3 separate regions of the Danio rerio genome follow, and all the other regions are linked to region 3. A link is a contact called in public HiCAR-type and HiChIP or PLAC-seq data. All regions are on one chromosome and are shown on one strand. Each heading gives the region's core, a stretch centred on a gene start, on an enhancer-like site or on the middle of the called end of the contact. The rest is flanking DNA. Distances are from core to core; before and after follow the strand shown.

Region 1 (4,889 bases), core at 303-2,802, 380 kb before region 3:
TAACTTTAATTAGTAAGGTGGTATTGGGGAAAGTGACTTTTGAAAGTAGTGCATTACAATATTGAGTTACTCCCACAAAAAAGTAACTAATTGTCTTCCTTTTTATGCAAAGTATGTGTTATATTACTTTTGAAGTACTTTTCCTTACCTAGCTGAGGTTTGATCTCTTTCAGAACTTGTTGCTGTTTTTTCAACTTTTTTTATAGAGAAGCGTTGCACTTAATAGCCACCTATATAACCTACAGCTTAATTTTCCTTTAAAAATGTAGGATAAAATTATATTTTGAGAACTTTCTAAGCCCAGAGCTATACATGGTGTATATAGATTATAAAGAAAGGTTTTTGCTACTTTTGAATGTCTTGTGTTATTCAGTAAATTCACTGTCCATTGAGCTAAAGATTGCAATAAAGTCTAAGGGCATACTCACACTATGCTATCCAAACCGTGGCCAGGCCTGTTTCCCGGATCGTTTGAGAAGTGTGAGCGCTCTGAATCGGGCACGGTTCACTTGGGCTTTGGCACGGTACACTTGTGTGAGTGCAAAGCACACCTAAACCCTCACTAAGAGAAACTGGAGCACCTGGAGGAAACCCATGCAAACGCTGGGAAAACATGCAAACTCCACACAGAAATGCCAACTGACCTAGCCGAGGCTTGAACCAGCGACCTTCTATCTGTGAGGCGACAGCACTGTGAATGAGAGTGTGTTAGTGTATCCCAGAGATGGGTTGCGGCTGGAAGGGCATCCGCTGCATAAAACATATGCTGGATAAGTTGGCGGTTCATTCTGCTGTGGCAATCCCTGATTATTAAAGAGACAAAGCCGTAAAGAAAATGATTGAATAAACATACATTAAAAGCACTACAGTGAGTCTGAACACATATTTTGTCCTTACAAAACCTGAGCTCACATCCTGAAGTCACACATACTGACACTAGATATTAACATAGATATTTATTAAACCATAATGGAGCTATTTTAACTAATTAGAGCCAAAATGAGAGGTGTGTGAGACTGATTATGATGAGCGTAACCAAGTCTACTGTTAATATTGCTTTCCTCAATTTTAGTTTGCTCTATTACGAATTCTCTTGCGGCGACAAAGGTTCATTCATTGCACAGATAAAGCGCTGGACAGAAAATCCTGTGCTAATTTTAGAGTCACCCCTCATCTTCCACATTTGCACTTTAATTTTAATTTAATGAGTTCACTTCCCTCTTTATCCAGCCCTTATGAAAAATATTTGCATATGGTCATCAATTATTTCAAATGTGCCTCAGTTCTGATAATCTTTGAGAGGGATTTTGCATACACGTTACATATAAAACTGATGTGAATACTGTACTTGTACTTTTTCACAGCTTCAAAATTAAACAATTTAAACACCTCTTGTCCCCAAAGTAATGTAATATTTAGTTGTGGCTATACCACATTAGTAAAGCAGTGTTTTACAAAATAACCAAAGCCATTCGTCAACCCCTGTAAAAAAGGTTACAACCGTCAGAGATTAGTAGGAGATGTAGAAGCTTTAAATTACTTCAGCACATCTACAGCAACAGGACATCACTAGTCTCTCACAGAACATCATCTGTCTCTCACAGGACACTAGTCTCTCAGGACATCACTTGTCTCTCACAGGACATCATTCTCTTACAGGACACTAGTCTCTCACAAGACATCACTAGTATCTCACAGAACATCATCTTTTTCTCACAGGACACTACTCTCTCACAGAATATCATCAGTTTCTCACAGGACACTAGTCTCTCCCAGAACATCATCGGTCTCTCACAGGACATCACTAGCCTTTCAAACAGAAGTGTTGTAAGTGGTGGGAAAGGGTGCACAGAGCAATGGCAAGTTAGGAGCCCTGAGGTGGGCTCTTTATGTCGCCAGCTCTTTTTTAGTCTCTTCTACAATTTGCTGACTGTAGTGGTTATCTTAGCCATAACTTTGTTGCCAATGATTTTGCAGAGATTTATTCAGGTTTAGCTCAGGATCCTGGCTGGCCATTTCATAATTTTTGGCCAAATCATAATTTCATAATGTTGTCAGCCTTAAGGAACTGCTTTTATTGGGTGATGAATCAGGGAAGGAACAAAAAGTTGCTGAAGTAGCTTCTAATAAAATTTTTCATTCTCTTTGCCATGTATCTGTATAAATGGCCCAACTCCTGCTGCAAAAAAAAAAAAAAAAAAAAAAACACCCCTAAAACATTACACCTTTCACTTTTACACACTTTGGCTCTGTCCCCAATTTGACAATGTTTTCCCCATAGGATCTAAATAAATGAAAACAAGTCTTTTCCTTATTTCTGTCGATGAGAGGTTTAATCAGAGTGAACTTTCGGTCAAAATTCTCTTAAATACGGAGATTCTGTATGCTAGATCCTTACCCTGTCCAGAACTAAACCTGCAAGCAATTCCAGCTGCAGTGCTGAACCAATTTCCCATAGGGTTTATGCAGAAGGACTTTTAATTTTGCAGTAACCTGTCAAACGATTGGCACGTTTCAGGAATGTTATTTTAAAGAACAATAATCTCCACTGCCTGATTGATATACAATATAAAGGGGGTCTCAGATTGCACAATAATCACTGCATTAAATGACATTTTCCCACAACGTGTCTTTATTTATTTCATTTCAGTATTTTCAATGGAGTTTCTGCTCTAGCCTGTTAATTTTGGAGGGCATGTGCATGTAAACAGCTTTTCATCAACAACTAAATGAATGCTGAAGTCTATTTAACTGATTATATTTTAATTACATTACAACATTTATGCTGTAAAAGGAACCGTATAAAATTTAAAAAGGTCATATTGACCCTTCATTGGAAGTTATGCAGAATCGGTATGGAAAGAAATTGAGATTCTCAGCATTATCCTGTCTTCTCCCACATTTGTAATTAATTAATCCCACATTAGCTAGAATGCTCCACAATTTGTTTATGTTAAACTGCTTTCACACAATCTAGATCGTAAGAAGCGCTATAGAAATAAAAATGAAATATAAAATTACAGATTTGTTACAACAAACATTTTGTGCTACTGTATGGCTGAAAGGATCATCCCTTTGGGCTTCATGGACAACCTACTGTCACAAGGCTTTTGTCACTGGAGCAGCTCACTATCTTATCAAAGTCAGTAGCTATGTTTCCATCCGAAAATGTGAATTAAATAATTTGCATAACTGGAATATCACATATAAGACATGTGACTAAAGCAGCATTTCCATAAAAGTAGTCAAAGAGAACAAAATTGTCACTTCCTCATTAACTGGTGCCAAATATCAAAAGTAAAAACAGAATTTAGGAGATGCTATTAAATAACTTGTGCCTTAGAAGCAGTATGCCGACACGCAATGAACGTGTGGTGGCATTTTAAAGTATCAGACGCAGATGCTGTTGACAAGTCTGGAGGTCATTAATAATATTATAACACTGGCATTTTAGAATGACCGAAACAGCATTTTAGATGTTTTATGATGTGCTCAGCCTGGTGGTTTGCCCATTCACACACATTTTTATCATCACATGATCTCTTATAACAATATCACATGACTATTTTAATGCACATACTGGAATTTGTTTGGTAAAAGTGTTTCCATCGTAGTTTATGCACATCTTTTCTTATAAAATAAAAGTTTATCCTACTCAGTTATGCACGTTTTTTATGCCCATTTTCAATATCTATGCACATCTTGGCATTTCCATCAACCGTTTTTTATATCATAAAGATAGGTAAATAAAAACAAAGCTAGTGTAAACTGGAAAATTAACTGCCTATTAAATATAGCAACTGTTCTGGTAATTAAAAAAATTACCACCAGATGCCAAATTGACACCAATTACTTTTTAAATCTGTTAGTTCTCTTATACTGATCAGTGTTTTTTAGATATCTCATTTAAGTTTTGGTAACACTTTACAATAACAGGGCATGAATAATGATGTGCTAATGTCAACTAAACAATTGAACTGACTTTAACGGCTGCCTTAATTACTTGTTAGTACATGATTGTTTGCTAATTAGTGTATTAATTACCACATTAGTTTATGCTTAATTTAACCATCATGAACTCATGGTATGTTAGTATATAATTATATCATGACTTTACTTTTCATTAACCCATCCTTGACTACTCATGAACTCCTTATGTACGCCCAACTAGTGCGTTTACACTGAAAAACAATAGAAAAGTGTTCTGTCAACATCAACATGAACAGTTCAAACACAGTAGTTGATGAGTAGCTAAGGATGAGTTCATGCTGATGTGCCCCTCTAAAGTCATGACATAACTATACATTAACAGCTCATGAGTTCATGCTGATTACATTAAGCTTAAACTTAAAAGTTAATCAATTCTTTAATTAGTACATTAATTAACAACATGTACCAACAAAAAATTCAGGTAGCCGTTATTTACAAATGATATTTTGTGAATCATGTTGTAGTTAAAGTTAGTTCATGATTAGTCCGCACCTTAACTCATCATTAGTTCATAATAAAGCAATGTTTAGTTTACATATTAATGCATCATAATTCGTAACAACATTGAAAAGTGTCACCCAAGTTTTTTAATACTGTGCATTAGAATATAAAACAGCTATTTTGTTCCTGTTAGTTTAATGTCAAATAGTAAGTAAGAAATTGTTGGTTGTTCTCCAATCTCCACTGCACTAGCTTTACTTTGTTTAGAGTTGTTTTACGGTTCAATGACTGCAAAATGTTTGGCTGCCGGACAAAGTCGCAGTTAAGCAAAGGCTAGTGCTCAAAGCCTAAAGTGAAAGTGTGTTTCTCATGGCGGCTGTCTCTCCAGTGTCCTGCTGCTGAGGCTGTTATAATGATCAACTGTCAAACTGATGACGCAGCTTACCGGCATCTCAAGA
Region 2 (4,449 bases), core at 1,753-4,252, 410 kb before region 3:
GTCAACCCACTTTTTGTCTCCAGACTTGAAAATGAGATTTGATAGATGCAGGTGATATGTAGTTTGTTAAGATAAATTCAGGTTTAGACCAAGAATAAATAAATAAGCAATAGAATAGGAGCTGTCTGTTGGACAGCAACTTAAAGGGTTAAAACAAAATGTGTGAAATGTAATTTGTTAATGATTAAATACAACACATACTCAAATAAATCTATAGAAAATTAAATGTGACAAGCATATTTCTGTACAGGCTTATTGACACCAAATTAATTATTCACCAAGTGTGTTGTGCACTGGTTTACCTCTCTTTATCTGGAAAGGGTATGACTTCAAACAGGTCCTTTAGCTTAGTACTAGCCCCAGTTACCTTAGTGCTTGTGTAGGGCTGAAGTTCTTGCTTCAGCTATTAGAATAAATTAATGTGAGATAGCAGTTATAACCACTCTGAGCACATATCAGATAGACATGCATTCAGTAATATGAAGGTTTTGTATTCACATATTAAACAGTTTTATTTTTTAATCATTATTAAACATGTTCATGTATATATTTTTATTTAATTTATATATATCTACATATACATACTTCCTCATATATGATATTAAGTTGATCTCCACAGGACTCATGGTGTATTTTCATACTGTCATTATAGCCAAAGAGAGCCAAGCATCCATGAGGTTTCAGGACACGCTGGGCCTCCTTGACGAAACGTTCAGCATCAAACCAATGAGCAGCAGACGCAGCTGTCAGCAGATCCACTGAAGCATCTGGGAAGGGAAGCTCCTCTGCTGTGCCTACTCTGTCCATTAATAAATATAATAGTGAGTAGACAAGAGTAATCTGTTCGCACTATAATACACAATCACATTTTGTTTTCTATTTTCAAGATAAGTATTAAAGTATGCTATTTCATAAGCTTTACATAAGCATTCCTTCAGCTATGCATAAACAACAACACATGGTGCTAAAAACACCAAGGAGTTTTGAAAACTACTCAGTGTCAAAGACTGTATGTACCTTGATAATTAAACTACTGTAACAGAAGACTATAATTAAAATAAAAATAATATTGTTTACACATGATGTTGGTGAATTGCAGAGCTTGTGCAAACATTTCCGAATAACTATGATCAAATGCTTTCTTATTTGTTGTTTTCATACCACTGTCATTTTTTGTTGATTCATTTTTTTAGCATGGGCAACAGTTAGATGTTCAACAGCGTATCGTTGCAAAGGCATTCTTTTTGTATTTTAATCTATAATCAACTAACGTAAATTACCTTTACCAAATATCAAGGGCTACTAAATTGTATTTATTTAAGAGTAGAAGCATGCACTACTGACCTGTAGGTGAGATTAGGGAAGCCCTGCACTGCTCTCGCCTCCTCCACCTGTGATTCACTGACATCAATGCCCACCACCTGCTGAAAGTATGGTGTCAGAGGGCGAGAGGTTTGCCCTGTCCCGCAGCCTAAATCCACAGCCAGCTGATGGGGCTTTCCTTTCTGTGAAAATTGTTTTAATCAATGAATATTATATTTGAGACAATTTAAAAGATCAAATGTAAATTACTTAAGTAAAAATGTTCCGTTAACTCTAGTTTAATTCTGTTAAACTAGAATTACTGAAATGAAAACGACTGTAAGAAAAAAAAAACATTAATGAAGCGAAAATGTACAGCAAAAAAAAAATAATAATAATAATAAATAACTATTTAAAATATGCAAAACTATAAATCTTTGCTTGAGGGCACTTAAGTCAATTTTTTTATTTTAAGATGAACTATCCCTTCAAAAAAAAAAAAAAAACACCACATTCTTTTCAAGAATTAAAGCAACTTTAAAATTGTAATAATTAACGTTAATTATTAAATTAATGTCATCGTTAGGATGGGTCGAAGAATGTTTATTATCAAAAGCACAAGAATTATTATAATTATTAATGTAAATTAAGTTTAGCCCTATTATTTTACCAAGATGCATAACATGTAGATTATTTAACTATATAATGTAGGCGATTCATATTTTGGAAGGGCCTTAATAAACGTACTGATTCAGCTGTCGTGCACACAAAACCTCGAACAAAACCTCGCGGCTGATCTTACCTTTTTGTCCAGATACTGAAGAATAAGCTCCTTCAGCTCATCCGGTGGTGCGAATCGATATTGTTGATAGAGGGAGGCATGTTGTTTCTCTTCAAACATTCGTTCAGTCATTTTTCTTTAACGGCAAGTCTTTAGACGAACATTCAGAGTAAAGTTAATTCTGCACTTCTGCAGAGTTAATTATTACTGGATACTGAAGAGGCGAAACACGAATACGAGTTCATGTCAAATGGGTGGGAACAAAACGACTGCTAAGTCATGGTTTTGGTCATAATCGAGAATGACGTGGGTAGGTGGCTTAAGCTATTCTGAATAGCATACTACAGTACTACCCCATACTACTACTACTTCTGTCGTGCAGTATAACAATACAGTAGGCGTTTCAAGAGTCGATTCATTTACGTTGTAGTTAATGTTCATGCGAATCGTTTCTTTAGATTTGTCCGTTTACAGACAGACGTATGTCACTTCATCAACGCTGCTCTCTGAAGAGACTCGGGCATCCACTGGGCAAAGTTATTAAACAACAAAATATGAACTGTAATAAGATTTGCAGTTACGGAAGTCGCCATATTTTATGTTTACTTTTCCCAGTGTCATTCACGAGTTGTCGCGAGAGTTCAAAACGTTTTTTTTATTGCATATTATTTTACTTTTTTTACTACCATAATTCAGTTTAAATAGTCTCGTTTGACGTTTTTATTTTCATTCACTGTTTGTGAAATTAAAGTGGGAAGCTACTTGTTTTTTTACGCTAACGTTACATGTGTTTTTTATGATGGTGAAATAAAACAAATATAAAACAAACCGTTTGTTCAGAATGAAAATACCTTCATGCACTTGAGTATAATATGTTGTAAAAAAATGTTAAAACGTTTTTTTTTTTTTTTCAAGTAGGTCGCGCAATAAAACATACTTTTTTCTTGTTGAAACATAGCCAGCAGAGGGCAGTATTTACACATTTTTAGCCCTTTATAACACAAAATAGATCCAAATTAATCCCCAGGAATCATACATTCGTACAATGTTAAAAAAAATAAATCGACCAAACAACTTCCATATGATAAAAAAAGTCTATATACATGAATGAATAAATTAAAATAGATAAATGCATTTAATCCGTACATACAGGGGCGGATTTAGTGATTTGGGAGCCCTAAGCAATTCTAGCCCTGCAAGTGTGAAGAAAAAACACAATGAGACATTTAAAAGACACAAACATAACTGTGATCTTACTTAATCTAAGTTTAACTTTGCTATGTGAAATGTTTTATGTGCCATTTTCAGTTAATCTGTTTTCAAATATAAAATGATGCTGCTGATAAATACCTTATCTTAAGCAAATAGTCTACAATGTCAGTACTGTATGTTGTGTTTAACATCTGTCTTGATTATTAAAAGCATTCATTTATTCATTCATTTCCTTTTCGGCTTAATCCCTTTTAAAAACATTACAGTATATACTTGTAATAAATAGATATTTCAGTAGATGCAGTCATTCAAAAATTATATAATTGTAAATTTGCACATCATTGTTTCAAAACACGTTTCCTCTTTGCAAGAAAAGCTAACACACTTGTGTCCATCTTTTTAAAAAAAGAAGAAAGGAAAATATATTTTTTACTTCCTCTTTCTCTGCACTTCCTCTTTCTAAAAAAGACAGAAAACACCATGTACTTCACAATTTTGATATTAATGTTTTTAAGTGGATTTTGTTACAGCTCTCAACTAGGTGAGTGTTACTAACCAGATTCTAAATAAACAATATTTATTTTCTTAATTTTGTATTATTTTACTGATTAGTGGGTGTATTCTGTCTGTAAACTGAGGTATGGTTAGCTACAGGAAAATCTGAGTTATCTAAACCAGAACATTTAACTTTAACAATGCTCCGTGCTTTAATTAGATTTTTGATTTGCTGTACATAAATCTAGCCAGATTACTGCAATATTTATTTTTAAATGAACATTTTATATGGAAACAACAATCATGCCAGTACTGTAAATGTCACTGATTAATCCAAACCAACCACCAAAATAACAATTTTAATCTTTCATCAGTCAGTTGCTGTAATAATTCAATATACTGTACTTTCTAATAGTTTTTTTTAACCAATACAGTGTATCTACCAAGGCAAGCAGTCAAGACCAAAGATGAAGGTTGATTAAGTTTTTTCTTTCTACTGTAATATTGTATCTATTTATAAAACAAAAAATATATATTTGTGTGTATGTGTGTTTGTGTGTGTGCGCGCGCATGCATGTGTCTGTTTATCCTAATGCTTAGAAAGGCTGATAAATACAAAATGTATTTGTGCAAAGTCCTCAGCTAATTTACTTGGTGTG
Region 3 (4,479 bases), core at 998-3,497:
GAATAAAATAATACATTGCCTTAACAGACAACTCGGAGCTAATGTCTGTAAAGGCACTAAATCCATAGGCCTAGAAGGGAGTGTTAAATAAAACATTAATATGGAGTCTGCTGGGAGACCTTTTTTTTGTCCCCATATTTTAAATATTTAATATATTTACTCGTTCTGCACTATGGCTCCAGGAGCCACTGCATTTCATGCCCCATTCGGTGGCAGAAGAAAAGACTGGAATTTTTTGTGATCCATTTCTAAATGCATGCTTCACATAATGGATTTATTTAGTAAGAGCATGGTAATAATTGCAATTTACCAAAACTGACTATCATGGTATTCCTCTCCATTTATAATGAGGTATGTTTGCGAATTTAGCATGTTCAATTCAGATAGGAAAGCCAGCGTCGACTAGTGCTAATAATAGGGTGATTTGTCTTTGTCTTGAAAATTTATGTTGAATTAATTATTAATTGATGAACACGATGGTTTTGTTTTGCATATGATGGATTGCCAATACACAGTTAACAACTAAAACTCACTGCTGGATAACATAACCATATAGCTTACGGGTTGCAGCTAGTGAACTTCAATACATCTTCATTAAGCAAATAGGTGTATCATGAGTTACAAATTTAAATACCATGGTTAAACTACATTGTAGCAAAGCATGGTTAATTTGTGGTTACCATAATTTAACTAAATAAAAGTAGCTTTTTATTGGTTGAAAACCTATACTGTAGAAATTACATTTCAAAATATAAACAAAATTTACTAAAACATAAATTCAGGTAATCTGTGATACTTTTTCGATTTGGACTTCAGCTCTCTTTTTCAATGTCTAACTAATTAGAACCACAAATTAGACTGTTTGGAAATCCCTAAGATGTTTCCTAACCAAGAAAGCATTATATAAACATTATCGAGAAAATCAATCCATGCCACACCTATTAGTATTTTTTAAGACAGGTCACTTCGTAATCTAGCACATGAAAAAGGCTGGAGTTTTCATGGCCTTAAAAAGTATATACTTGCCATATTTATGCATGCTAAACACAATTTTAACATTTTTTTTTGTGAGTGATTGTGTGTTTAAGTATGAAATAGAGACTGAGTGTGTGGGCAGTATGAGTGTGTGTGCGTAAGTGTGGGTGTGGGTGTTTATTCATTTGTTTCAAAAACACAGATTTCTTTACAATTTAAAATGGCATCTTTGGATATATTTTCTTCTGGAGATACTGCTGTCCTAAAAACAAACAAAAAAATGTAAATAAAAAAAAAATTGACACATACCTTATGAGCGTTATTACAGAACATTTTGGCGCATTTAAAACCTCGACTTTTCCAATCCTCGGTATACCTTGAAAACGGTTATTCTTCCACGCCTAGTAAGGTGTGTGTGTGTGTGTGTGTGTGTGTGTGTGTGTGTGTGTGTGTGTGTGTGTGTGTGTGTGTGTGTGTGTACACAAACATTGTAGCCTATATTCCATCTTTGTTGTCATTAAACTTATAAAGTCTCTCAATGCATATTTTCCCAATCGAAGGCTGTCCAAGATAAGCCAAATCATGTTGCAAATATGATTGATAAGGAGGAACAAAAAAAATGTTCGAAAGAAAAAAAAATCTAAAAGCTTCATATATATTTTGTTTCTTGAACAGATCACAAACATAATTTAACAACAATTGCGAACATTGTCTTATTTATTATGACAGCTTCATGTCCTTTACATTAATCTCAGAATCCTGTCACTGACCTGATCATCCAATTTTGATGAGAGCGAATTCCTAATTGTCAAGTGCCCTGCCTTGATTTTGTATGTTTAGCTTGTAAAATACATATTTGCCAAATTATTTACTAATAAAACACTAGTAAGGAACAAGGGGGAAATGCCACTACATAAATATTTGTACTACGTCTTTTATCCTCACCCACGGTTAATATAAAGTAGGCCTATATTTAACAGATGAGGTAGACAACAAGGACAAATTTTTTTTTAATTAACCAAAATGTTAGTTTCGTTATGTTAATGTCCATCTTCCACAGGGCGTAATAAAATAAACGGTTTCATCAAGAAAGAGAAAGCGAGAGAGATGCTCGTTGGCAAACTATCACCAGGAAATCGCGTTCGCGCCATTTCGTTCGGCTTCGGCGTCACTTCGTTTATATCCGTCACCACTCGGCTATTTCCGGCCCACTCTCGGTCGCTTTCGCCCAGTGCAGTGGGGTTGATGATCGGATTTTCGTCTCGTTCTCTGTGTTGTTGTTCTCGGTGACGCGACGGAGGTGTAGCCTGACGCGGTCTCTTACGTGTCGGCCTGAATAAAAGTGGAGCTCCGAGGGCTCGAGAGTGACGGAAGGAGTCTGTATCGGTAAGAGGAGACAAGTGTCCGGAGGGAAAGGGCTCGTCCAGAATGGCATAAGAGTCTGGTTTGGGTTCGGCCCGTTGGAAACAAAGAGATCATGGCGGCTGTAGTTGTTGCATGGAGAGGGAGGGGAGGCAAAACGGGAGACCAACTCAAACCCAGGGTGGGAAATCTTGATGCATGGTTGATCGTTTAAAATGCAAAGAAATATGGATGCACAACACCCCTGGTTTTCTTTATGCATCTGTACAGATCATATATGTGGGTTTTCCCCTTTCTTGTTAAATTGTTTCACGCCCTGGTTTCAAAAATGTGTGCTGCTAGGTGAATTCAGGATGTAATACTCTTAACGTTATATCATTCAGCAATGATTTAATCTTCTCTAATATCGTTGATTCATTGTGCGATTTATTGGACACGCCCTGATTATATTGCAGTCCTCCTGGGCTGAGTTATTATTGAAGTTTCATTATGCACGTTTTTAAACGAGCACCCTAAAGCAAATAACGTTAGATGTGGTTATATAAAAGTATAGCAAACTTTTTAATATCTGAACATTTCAGATGGCTAATAAAGAAATGCTAAATTGTTGCATGTTTTACATTAAGTTGCACCAGCCGATTTCAATACATGCTATTTAGATGATGCATGTTAAAGCATTTCTTCTGGTTTGCCAACAGTGTTTTTGAAATAACTAAACCGCGTTATTTTTTTGTTTTTTTTTTACATCAGTAGGTTTAATTTTAGATGCATGCTCGTTTTTAGATGTCAAGATTTACGAATGTACAGCAGCTACACGTTTCCGTGAATAATCTGTCTGGCAGAAAATAGGATTTGAAAAGTAGAGGGAGAACTATGCATGACCAATCAAACCACAGATAGACTATGAGCGTCATGAGATCACATTACTGTCTGTTCACGCTTTCTGCCATGCTGGAGCTCGCTCCCTCTCCTCATCTTTTCTATTTCAAGATTCTGCTATTGGTCTTTGTTTCACACCCAATGAGAATGTACAATACATTACATTTTTGTACATATTTGATCATTAATACACCCACTTAGCATTATTTGATGATTTTTGATATTGTACCATTATATACTTTATGTATTTTATATTTTTCAAAGTTAAGTGTAATCTTACCAGGGATAGAAAAACAATTATACTAATAATAATTTTTGATGTGATATTTGTGTGATAGGTTTTGAGTCTGTTGCTCACATTGCTATTTGTGATGGTACATTTTATTTAGGGAACTGGTGGGACATTGTTGGTATGTTGTTTCATGTGTAAATGTATTAAATAGGATTTACAATCATGATGCAGGTTAGCTCGTGATATATAAAACACTGTCTATTTTACTTTGATATTTGCTTCATTGTGTTTATTTACAACTGTAGGTTGTTTCGTATATGCATATAATAACTTGCATAAATATATTTATACGTCACTCCTCTACAAAATCATCCCAATTAACCTAAAGGCTTTGCAAACTTGAGTCATCTAGTAAAATTGTGTGTGTGTGTATATATATATATATATATATATATATATATATAATTTTTTATTTTTTAATTAACTTTTTTCCAAGAAATTGCAAGTGGATAAAAATAAAGCTCTGGCTCTGACTTAAATGGCTCTATTTGAAAAGCTTTTACTTTAGATTAAGTGGGATGATTTTGTAGGAGTGAAATATAAATATCTCTTTTTAAGGTAATTTATTAAATGTGAGAAAAACTAAACCACAATGAAGCAAATATTAAAAGTAAATTAAACAGTCTACCTGTATTCAGGTACAATAATAAATAATCAAATTTAAGAACGCTGCAGTCTTCATTATTATTTCAATAAATATCATTTTATTAAACGTCTTTATGCACATGTAAAAGGCTCTGAACTCTTTTAAAATTCTCTCATAGTCACAGGCCTTAAAAACACATGCAGATGATAAAAGATCTGCGGTGTCAAACAAATCCTGTGTGTGTTTATCCTGTGTTATTTGGTTATCTATAATCCCTACTTAACATTTCCTATCTTGCGATGTGACTATTGCTAATGCACACTTTGCGATATCAGTGCTCAAACAATATATATTGTGTATATATTGTGCATCAAACAAGCAAACC

Evidence for each region. HiCAR-type assays count read pairs that join an accessible place to other places. HiChIP or PLAC-seq counts read pairs in DNA pulled down with a chosen protein or histone mark.
Region 1: a contact with region 3 is called in an H3K4me3 HiChIP or PLAC-seq map of embryo, with 7 times the contacts expected there. The contact joins the enhancer-like site here to the promoter of creb1b in region 3. A contact is called at or near these places in 4 of 18 Hi-C or Micro-C datasets (caudal fin, embryo and hematopoietic stem cells) and 3 of 4 datasets of contacts at active chromatin or transcription factors (caudal fin, embryo and pancreas).
Region 2: a HiCAR-type map of caudal fin shows a contact between it and region 3, with 7 times the contacts expected there. The contact joins the promoter of LOC100537744 here to the promoter of creb1b in region 3. A contact is called at or near these places in 7 of 18 Hi-C or Micro-C datasets (caudal fin, embryo, fibroblasts and 2 more) and 2 of 4 datasets of contacts at active chromatin or transcription factors (caudal fin and gastrula embryo).

Annotation. Positions count from the first base shown.
Region 1 is chr9:30,329,649-30,334,537 of GRCz12tu, reverse strand. All of the region lies in intron 2 of LOC141376146 (a long non-coding RNA gene), which reads right to left. Among named protein-coding and RNA genes, the nearest start is that of zgc:162396, 28 kb to the left of the region's middle. Within about 2 kb of position 1,552, at least 4 of the 62 cell types and tissues checked have an H3K27ac peak or open chromatin away from gene starts, as enhancers often do.
Region 2 is chr9:30,358,461-30,362,909 of GRCz12tu, reverse strand. LOC100537744 reads left to right here and starts at 3,002. Exons shown (of 8, transcript XM_073912777.1): 1 at 3,002-3,836. The coding sequence starts at 3,776. It overlaps zgc:162396, which reads right to left and starts at 2,343. Exons shown (of 6, transcript NM_001044782.2): 1 at 2,105-2,343; 2 at 1,345-1,505; 3 at 586-799; 4 at 303-403. The coding sequence starts at 2,215.
Region 3 is chr9:29,946,282-29,950,760 of GRCz12tu, reverse strand. It overlaps creb1b (cAMP responsive element binding protein 1b), which reads left to right and starts at 2,247. Exons shown (of 7, transcript NM_001017818.1): 1 at 2,247-2,361.